2 separate regions of the Triticum aestivum genome follow, and region 1 is linked to region 2. The links are chromatin contacts, called in public Hi-C maps. All regions are on one chromosome and are shown on one strand. Each heading gives the region's core, a stretch centred on a gene start, on an enhancer-like site or on the middle of the called end of the contact. The rest is flanking DNA. Distances are from core to core; before and after follow the strand shown. Region 1 holds the start of LOC123122691 (elongation factor-like GTPase 1). Region 2 holds the start of LOC123122688 (probable E3 ubiquitin-protein ligase BAH1-like 1).

Evidence for each region. A called contact is a pair of places that touch in the nucleus more often than the background predicts.
Region 1: a Hi-C map of leaf shows a contact between it and region 2, with 3 times the contacts expected there. The contact joins the promoter of LOC123122691 here to the promoter of LOC123122688 in region 2. A contact is called at or near these places in 3 of 5 Hi-C or Micro-C datasets (all in leaf).

What each region holds. Positions count from the first base shown.
Region 1 is chr5D:453,719,737-453,724,624 of IWGSC CS RefSeq v2.1, forward strand. LOC123122691 (elongation factor-like GTPase 1) reads right to left here and starts at 2,137. Exons shown (of 1, transcript XM_044543007.1): 1 at 1-2,137. The coding sequence starts at 1,903. It overlaps LOC123122692 (protein AMEIOTIC 1 homolog), which reads right to left. Exons shown (of 11, transcript XM_044543010.1): 10 at 4,767-4,888; 11 at 4,178-4,660. The coding sequence ends at 4,526.
Region 2 is chr5D:453,538,088-453,542,909 of IWGSC CS RefSeq v2.1, forward strand. It overlaps LOC123122688 (probable E3 ubiquitin-protein ligase BAH1-like 1), which reads left to right and starts at 2,875. Exons shown (of 7, transcript XM_044543006.1): 1 at 2,875-3,104.

The DNA of each region.
Region 1 (4,888 bases), core at 887-3,386, 180 kb after region 2:
CTCCTTCGATCGTCTCTTTAAAGGAGACCAGGGGGTCCGAAACGACCAATTTAACCTTTGCAAACCTTTCCTCCAGATCCTTTTTGCACCGCTCCAAATGAACCTCCCCAGCTGCGGCAAGGATATGTTCACCCCTGTGCGTGACAGTGTACTCAACAAATGGGTCTGCTCGGTTAAGAAGCTTGATCCCTTTAACAAGAGCTCCCAGATCCGTCGGGTTGGCGGGCTCAATTGCAACCTTAAGCATCGGAGACACCTGGAACATCATACTTGAGAAGGGCCAGCAATTCTTGGTGGATGACAATGTGGCACTCTTCAATATATGCTGCCCAAGGCCCTGAATTGCAACCACATTCCCAGCACTCACACTGGCAACTGGCCTCAAGCCCTGCCCCAGCATTTCATACAAGTATTGCAGCTCAATCTCCTGTACATGCTTCTGCACTGCATCCCCTTTCAGTGGATCATACAACCCCGACAGCACAAAAACCTTCTGCCCTGCACGAAGAACCCCGCTAAACACTCTCGCAAATGCCATAAAACACTCCTCTGATTCACTTGCATCCTCGTGGTTCAACAACTCGCCATGCACCCCCTTCGGTGGCAACATCTTACATGGCACCGCAAACATCTTCGACACATACACCACCACCGGTGAATCTGCACCCGCGTCACAGGTCTCCACACACCTTCTCACCCTCTCTGCCTCCAAGACAACCTCAGCGCAACCAGCAGCATCCTCTGTTGCAAGCTCCCTCTTTGGCATAAGCCTTGCAACCCTGGCCCCTTGAGCGACAACAGGGTCAGGAGTGCATTCGACCACCATTGCCATCACTGCATCTGCCAGCGGCAGCCACCGGCTCATCACAGACTGCAAAACTAACTTTGGGTCCTTGTTCTGCAGCTCCCGCTGCGGAATGTTCAATTTGAAGTTGCTAATGACCTTCTGAACTATCTCCCCGTCCTGCCCCAGCACTCCCTCGTACAATTTCCATAGGGGCTTCAGAATGAACTCCACAAACATGGGCTCCCGGTCAGTACCCTCCACCGCCTTCTTTCCCACAATCATAAAATTCTTCTTACCCTTCTTATCCACCTTTTTGTCCAAGTATCGCGGCCCCCAAAATCCTCTCAGCAAAGCAGAGGCGCTGGCGCCAAGCTTGGTGGCGTACAACTCAGCGAAGTGGTGGATGCGGAAGCCCCAGCCATCGAGGGCGCAGGCGAAGACGACATTGCCCTTCTGGGGCTGGAAGGCGTCCTCCTCGTCGTCATCAGCATCGTCCGGGAGATCGTCCTGCGAGGCTGACGAGCTGGAGGACGGTTGGTCCTCGAGGGAGGCGAGGACGGAGAAGTAGGAGTGCGACCGCAGCGCGGAGTAGATGGAGTTAACGTCGGCGAGGATGCGGTGCAGGCGCGTGTAGGCCTCGGCGGGGGTGAGGTGGAGCTCGGTGATGAGGCGGTCGAGCTTGTTGAGGACGAGGCAGGGGCGGAGGCGCTCGAGGAAGGCCTGGCGCAGCGCGGCGTGGGTCTGGATGTGGACGCCCTCGACGGCGTCGACGAGGATGAGCGCCGAGTCGGAGAGGCGCGCGGCGGAGGAGACCTCGGAGCAGAAGTCGATGTGGCCCGGGGAGTCGATGAGGTTGACCCGGTGCGCGGCGGGGCCGTCGCCGTAGCGGAGGAGCACGGCGGCGGACTTCATGGTGATGGCCCGGCGCTGCTCCTCGTCGAGGTAGTCCATGAAGCGGAGGCGGCCGGCGAGCCTGGGGTGGAGCAGGCCGTCGCCGCAGGAGGCGACGAGGTGGTCCGCCAGCGTGGTCTTCCCGTGGTCGACGTGCGCCAGGATGCACGTGTTGCGGACGCGCCGGGGGTCCGCCGGCAGCGCCGTGCTCTCTGCCGCCGCCATCGCGGTGGGAGGTGGTGCTAGTTAAGTCGGGCTAGGGGGAACGTGGAGGCGGCGAGGAAGCCGGCGGCGGCGGTGGGTGACGCGGGTTTGGGGAGGGAGGCTGATCCGGGCGGATGGGCGGCGGCAGAGGAGCGGCGGCGGCGGCGGCGGGGAGAAACCCTAGCGCTCGTGTCGGGACGAGGGGATTTGTCCCTGCGGAAGAGGAGGAGCGGACCGAAACGATTGTCTCCTAGTGGCAATCTGACCGTAAATACTGATAGTTTTAGGGGCAAAGGGGTATACCGGTCGGATTCTAAGTGGCTCTGGCCCGGTCCGAAGGAACTTGGCGCTCAAGTTTGATCCACCAAACTTGGCAGCAACGAAAAGGCGCTTCTATAATCTCAAAAAAGAGAAAACATAAATAAAAACCAAAGCCTGTTTACAGGAGTTTTATGAAAAAAGGATAGTAATTTTGTAAAAAATAATATTTGAAGCCCTTTAGTTTGCAGGAATGGATTCCCCTATTCCTATGCAGGATAGAAACCAATCTTTCACAATTCAAAGAAAAAAAAGCCTAGGTTCAATGGAAAAATTCATATTCTATTGTTGGTCATTTTTATATTTTATATTGGGTGTAAGGCAACCACACTATTAAGAGGGGTGCATCTTGAACATACCGTGAAAATCAACTGCATGCACACATACAAAAATGCACCCAAAGTCATGCCTGGGATCTAATATAAAGAGAGAGCCCTTGAATAAGCTGTTAACGCACCTGTTCCGAATAGCCTGGAACATCAGAGGCAGCTTCCGGGCAGGTTCTGTCGGACTAAGAGAGTTTACATCGCAGTTGCAAACTACATGGATACCCGGGAACTTCCAAGGGTTGAAACCTCCGTGCATTAAGAGAGGTTATAATTTTGGTCCAAACTCTTTGTAAACCCCGGAACTTCCAGCCCTGCCTAGAACTTCCGAGCCGCGTAGAAAATGTGCCGTAACAGTTTGATTTGGGGGTTAGCTATAAATATCCCAATTCTTGCCCAAGAAGAAGGTGACAACTCCCCCCCCCCCCCCTCTCATTCATTGTTCTTCCTCAAATTACTTGGAGATATCCCACCCCTTTCACTCAAATATTTTGGAAAGTGAAAGAGAAGTGCTCTATCTACACTTCCACCAACCAAAAGTTGAATGCCCCTAGTTTCCATGGTGGTCTTTTTATTCTTGGAGGTCATATACTCCTGGGCGATAGGAGTCCCCAGTGAGAAATCAAGTTGTGATCTTCTTCGATGCTTGTGAAGGTTTGAAGGCCGCATCAAGGTTTACCACCAGAGGTTGAGAAACACATTCGTTGTGATATATCTCAAGGAGAATAGGGTGACTCTTCATGATAACACCCATCCCTCCGACGGTGACTAGCTTCCCTTCAAGAAAGTGAACATTGGGATACATCCTCGTCTCTAGATTCTCTAGTTATCCCTAACCCTGGCTCTTTAGTTGTGGCTTATTTTCGTCACTTGACCTTGCATTCACTACATGTTGTGGCTTATCGATTTGTTTATCTCACTGCAGCAAGTTTACGCATGCCGTTATAGTCCGCATGGCCTAAACTCACTAATAATTAATTAAAATTTACAGTTGTTGTTATTCACCCTCCTCGGGCCATCTCGATCCTTTCAGGCACAGACATGTCAAAGATGCGGTGGGGGGGGGGGGGCACCCTCCACGCGGTCGCAGCGTCGGTGTTAACAACCAATGCGAATTAGGCAAGCGCGGCGGGAAACTCCCAAAGGTGTGCGAGCACGAGATGTGTACAAATAGATTTGTTATGCAGTGAGAAGGTGCCAAATGCTAAAATCCCAAAGCGGTAAGGCGGAAACGGGGTGAGTCTTATTGCACTTTACAGGCGTGCATGATGATTTTTATAATTTGAGCACTTACGTGACATCACTGAAATATTTCAAGGATCTACATTGCACTCCTCTCTAATTTTCAGATGGAGGGCTAGCGGTAATGCCATTTGGAGTAAGATATAGTCAGATAACGAGTTTATATGTGTTTCTACCTAGTTTGAGGTGTACATAGAATTCAAACGATCTAGTAGGTGTGAATGTGTGATCGACCATAGATGCACGGTGTCACCACTCGAGAATATAGCTGCACAGCAGGAAATGAAAAATAAATCAGAATGATAGTATGAAGTCTATATAAATATAAGGAGCCCACAAAACACACATTCCATTCCATTTGAAATGTGTCACAAAAAGGGCAGTCGAAGGAAGCAACTGACAGACATAGTGGAGTCATCAACAGGCATTGGCGAGCCACCAACCAAAGTCACGTTTCCGGCAATACATCCATCCTCGACACCAACTAGAAACTTTTTTGACGACGAATAAATTGCAAACTGCTGCTATCGGACTGTAACCAAGGTGTGACCGACCGACTGACTGACTGTAATCGAGAACCGCCGAGACCATGTAGTAACTTGTTTCTCACTTTCGTTAATCTATCTCTCTTTTTTTGTTTTATCTTATCCTCTCTATGTGTTTGTGCAGTTTTTATCTTAACCTATGATGATCACCGTACCGTACCGATCGTGGTAGTATCTCATATGCAGGGGAGGGGAAGGGAAGGAGCTCAGCTTCAGCAGTAGGAGGGAGTGGCGAGGGCCAGGTCCGTGCCCACGGTGCTCATCCCTCCGACCTCCAGGTTGGGCATGGCCATCCTCCTCCCCCCCTGCTGCAGCAGACTAGCACCGCAGGGCGACGACGGCGAATCCTGCGCGCGCACAGCCAAACAAACACAACACGCATTGATCGATCAGCGTCAGTTTGCTGCCTTGATTTGGCGGGGAGATGAAGACTGAAGAGGCAAGTGTACTGACCATGTGGCGCAAGGTGAGGCCGGCGAAGGGGTGCAGGGCCGGGACGGTGAACCCTGCGGTGAAGAGGGGCTGTGGCTGGAGGGGTGACCTCGGGCTGGGCAGGGCCAGCAGCTTGCCGGCGT
Region 2 (4,822 bases), core at 1,625-4,124:
ATATGAGCTTTCATGATTAATCCTTAATATTTCTCTTATGATGGACTATCTTATACCATGGATACATTGCTTCCTTGTATTGCATCTAACCCCGTCTAGGTACTTGGATGAGCTACATTCTACAAGATTGCTTCAACTCATAACTTGAGCAGTCTCACATGAACCAAGTATCAAAGACTCCCTTTGCTGTGTTTAAGGAACAAGACAGCCACAAGTATCCTTTGACAACATATGATTCAAATCTTCACTCTTATCAATCTGGGTATATACATGTTGTTCCTTGCATGACTAATTAGGAAGATGAACTTCAACTTCAATGGATTGCTCCCAACTCATGGTGGACATCATCGTCCTTGTGCATCCACAACAAATTCAACTCACGATATCGTCAACAACAAACCCCAATGTAATTCCTCAAATCTAAGAGAAGTTTTACTCCAAGTCATGAGCCACAGCAACTCTAGAAGATGTGAATGCATTGAAATGCTTAAGCGAAAAATGTCAACCCCATTTGAGCTTAAACGATGAGTACAACCTATGATCAAGTGTTCTCACTTGACTCCTAAGTCAATGTACTCAAATATAGATGACTTAGTGGCTGACCCTGTCTTAGTTGAATTTTTGCATTTCCTTTCTTTTTGTGTTTCATATTTGTCTTTTATGTTCATGTTTTTCTTGTGATCTCATTTGGAAAAAAACTTTCATAAAAAACCCAAAACTTCTTTGATTTTATCTTCTTTCTATTTTCTCAATCAATTCATTGCAAATCCATTACTGGTATAATTGCAAAGTGAGCTAAGTCTTGACAAAACCTACTTTATCATGTGCAATTGGTCTCTCCGATCAAAACTCCTTGGTGGCACCATGTCAAATTTAACTAATGCATAGCAGTTCTTCATTTTGACCGACAAGAACTGGCTCTGTGACACCAATGTAATCAATCAGAAGATCCAAGCCTCTGTTGAAGCTTCAGAATTTCCAATTAATATTTTTTTGGAGACACTGAAGTGCATAAGAAGAAGAATGTTTTGCCAAGAAAGTTACATCTATTTTCTCCAGCTCCACTCAATGATCCTCCTCTACAAAGAATTTCCAACTATAATTCTGCTTCATGTGCAAGTCCAGGCCCCTTACCATTTGACCTACAAAAACAAGAAGAATAAACCCTTCTTGGAAATTGATTTCAAAGGGGGAGAGATACACACATCAAAGCTTATCGAACTTCAAAGCATAGCAATAGAGAAAATAGAAGATGAGAGATATATGTTTCTAGTGGGGAGAAACATATGAACATATTTATGGTTATTGATTTATCTTATACGTAAGGTATATACCAGTGGCAGATGGCTACAGATGCCCATTGCTGATAGCCATTTGTGTCTGCCACCGATAGCAATATCTGAAGTAGTGACGATCAACTGATGGAAGAGGCATTAGGATTAACATGGGTCTCATTACATTCACGCTTTCTTTACAATTTTTTGTTACGGTCACGTACCTCATGATAGGCTGGACGGGTTGCATCAAGGGATGAATCAGTAGTGGAGTATTTGGTCTGCTTGGGCTGGACCTCCTCATATGCTTCTTGTATAGTGCCGCGGCTCACACTCTCCTGCTTTGTGAGACGGTCGGTTGTGAGTAGTTTGCATAGAGCAACTCCTGCTATAGCCTCCATTTTCTCTACTCTATAGACACCATCATGAGTGCATCTAAGAAAACACCATTATGAGGGTGTTGAGGGGGTCCATGTTATGTGTGTGTGTGTGTGGGGGTGGGGGGGGAGGGGAGGAGGGTCTCATTTTTAGGTACCGGCGACAGAGATGAGGAAAACAAAAAATAAGTTGGTGGCGACCTGACATGAAGGAGAAAGAGGTGGGCATCCCTGATATGAGGAGGAGAGGGTCTTGGAGACGCGGGGGGGGGGGGGGGGGGGGGGACGGGGGGCGACAGAGATGAAGGTGACAGAGGAAACTTCAAGTAGAATGCCAGAGACATGAAAGGAGAACGGTGGGACTAGCGGAGGAGGGATTGGCCCAAGCCACGAGCCCCTTCTTGATGTTGTCTAGTAAGATTGACGGTGGCGCTCCTTTGTTGCGGAAAGCACGCGTGTTTCTCTCATTCCATATATATAGACCATGAGACGAGTATGGCTCCGTTTTCTTTTTTTTCAAGGACTTGCCTGTAACTTTTCATTCTCATAAGAAAGTAAAAAATAAAGGCTTATTTTATCTAGCATATGACCTTGGGCTTTTCGAAAGAAAAAAAAAACATGAGCAATGAACAAATGTAAGCCAAGGAGGGGAGTTGATCGTTATCACTGGTTTGGTGTAGGCGGGGAGAAGGAGGAGCCGTTGTGGCCTGCCCACGTCTTTGTGGTAGGGAAGCCATTCCATCGCATCCGCCCGTTGCTCCTACTGCGGGTGCGGTGCGGTAATCATGATTTTGTTGGCCACTAAACTAATGATGACCATCATCCTAAAGCGGCAGCCATGTGGGCCGATACCGTCGCTAATCCGGCCAGAGTGCTCCGGCTCCTGGCCTATCGGCTAGGCCAGACAGCAGCCGCCGCCCTAGCTAGCTAAAAAAAGATAAATGTTATCCGAAGCAATCCCATTCTTCTTAGCTCTTGTAGCCATCACCGCCCTTTCTGGTGAAGAAGAAAGACAGCCAGACGTTGGATCCGGATGACAGGACAGCCGTCGGATCGGAACGTCAAACATTTTTTGCGCGTGCGTGAATGGAACGGGGAAGCAAGCGCGCGAGCGAAGCCAAGCAAGCAACGTAACAAGACCCAGCTGGGGCCCACCAGGCAGCTGGAGAAGGGCAGCTACAAACTCAACGCGGAACGGAGCGGGCAGTCCAGTCCACCGAGCCAGAAAAACACAGAGGAGAGGAGAGGAGAGGAGAGGAGAGGAGCAAAAGTTTGGTTTCGTCCGTGCCCCCGTCCCCCGAGCGCCTCTACCTCCCGCCGCCGCCCCCGCCCGTCTGCCATTAAAAGCCGAGTGGTGGCGGCGGCCTTTCCTCCTCACCTCACGGTCGCGGTCACGGGCGACCACCGCCTTCGACGCCGGTCTCTCTCGCGCCTTGATTGCCTCCCGTCGCAGGTATGCATGCATTCATTCCTGCCACCGCTCCATCGCCGTCATGGTTGGTTGCGGCTTCTGGCCGCATCTCTACGCCGCTTCATATATATGCTCCACGTCTTCTTTGGTCGGTGTCTACGAACTCATCTATCTATCCGTAGGATTTCGCGGTGCGTCCATTGCGTTGCGGCGTGGCCGGTTCCAGGAGCAATCACCATTCACCACTTGTTTTCTCAACCCATTTAAATAAGCTCTCATACATAATTTGCTTTCTGGAATCCAGTTACAGTAGTATCTCGCCGGACGACAACAAATTAGTGTACAGTCCCATGCTTCTTAACCTCGTTTTGTTCTCTGGAGGAATATATTCGCTTACTACTACCAGCAGTCCGTATCACATTGCATGCCCCAGCCGTGTTAGTTTCGTCGTCTTCTTTGTTGTCTTGTGTACTGTAGTACTCCATAGCTAGGCTGTAGTTGTTGTTGCTTTGCAGCCTTGTATCGTGTTTCAAGCCACTGAACTTCACTGCAATGCCAAGATGGGGGAATGAACGAAACCCCGCTGCGGATTAGTTCTCTTTACTTTTGCGGTGTTTTTTTAAAGAAAAAGGTCGCTGGTTAGCAACTCAATCTCTGAGAGTCAAATGCCTTGGCCTTTTAGTATCCAGTTAGCATAAAATATATATTTTTGCGGGGAACATAAAATTTTTTATTCTGGAAGGAATGGGTATTCACCATCTGCTTGGTTTGATGCTTTCAATACTCTACTTTGTATTCATAGTCAGCGCTCATTTGATTGTAATATTATTTCCAAGATTAGCCGCAATGAATGTTGATTACAAGATTAGCTGTGTTTAGTGTACTTGATGTCGATTTCAAATCATAATTATTGCAATTAGTATTTATTTTTTAAATTATTGATGATGCGATAGATACATCATTACAACAGCATGAGACGTTGGATATACTCGTACGTGGTTGAATGGCCTAAATTATTTGGATTCACCAAACAGGTGCTTTTATAAGTGGGGATTGATAGTAGATGAGCAGACTTGATCTCCGGTGAGGGGGTTGATCTGCCATTTCCTTTCGCAGAAGCACTGACATGTCTTGTAGAGAGAGAGAGAGAGAGAGAGTACTGAATCCACATAGGTGACCCCATCCGGATATGACTGACAAATCGGATGCATTCCTGGATACTCGTAGAAAATTCCAGGGCGAGTGAAAACAGCTGTCCACGTACCAAGCCTTACATCTATTCCTAGCATTTGTCGCCTTTTCCCAATTCCAGGGGTACGTACAGTACAATCTACTCCCTCCGTCTCATAATGTAATGTCTCGTAATGTAAGACGTTTTTGGAGTTCAAAGTGAACTGCAAAAATGTCTTACATTATGGGACAGAAGTAGTACTAGTAAGTAGGGGGAGCCAAAAAACCTGAACCGCAACCGATAGCTGGCTCAACATATGTGATCACATGTTCACATCCGCAGCGGGGTGGTGGTTGCAGACTTCCAGTGGAGAAGAGGAAGTAGGATGCAACGACCGGCACGCGTGTACGTAAGCTTGCTTTCGTTCATCCTTCTTGCCGCTGATGATGACCACGTTTAGGGTTGTCGCCGCCACTAGTACTAGTAGCAGAGTCCAAACAAACCAATCCTTTCACGTCGGCGGCGACGGACGGGGCGGGCCCGGGCCGCGGCTAATCCGTCCAAGGTGCTCCGCTCCGCGCTAAAAAGC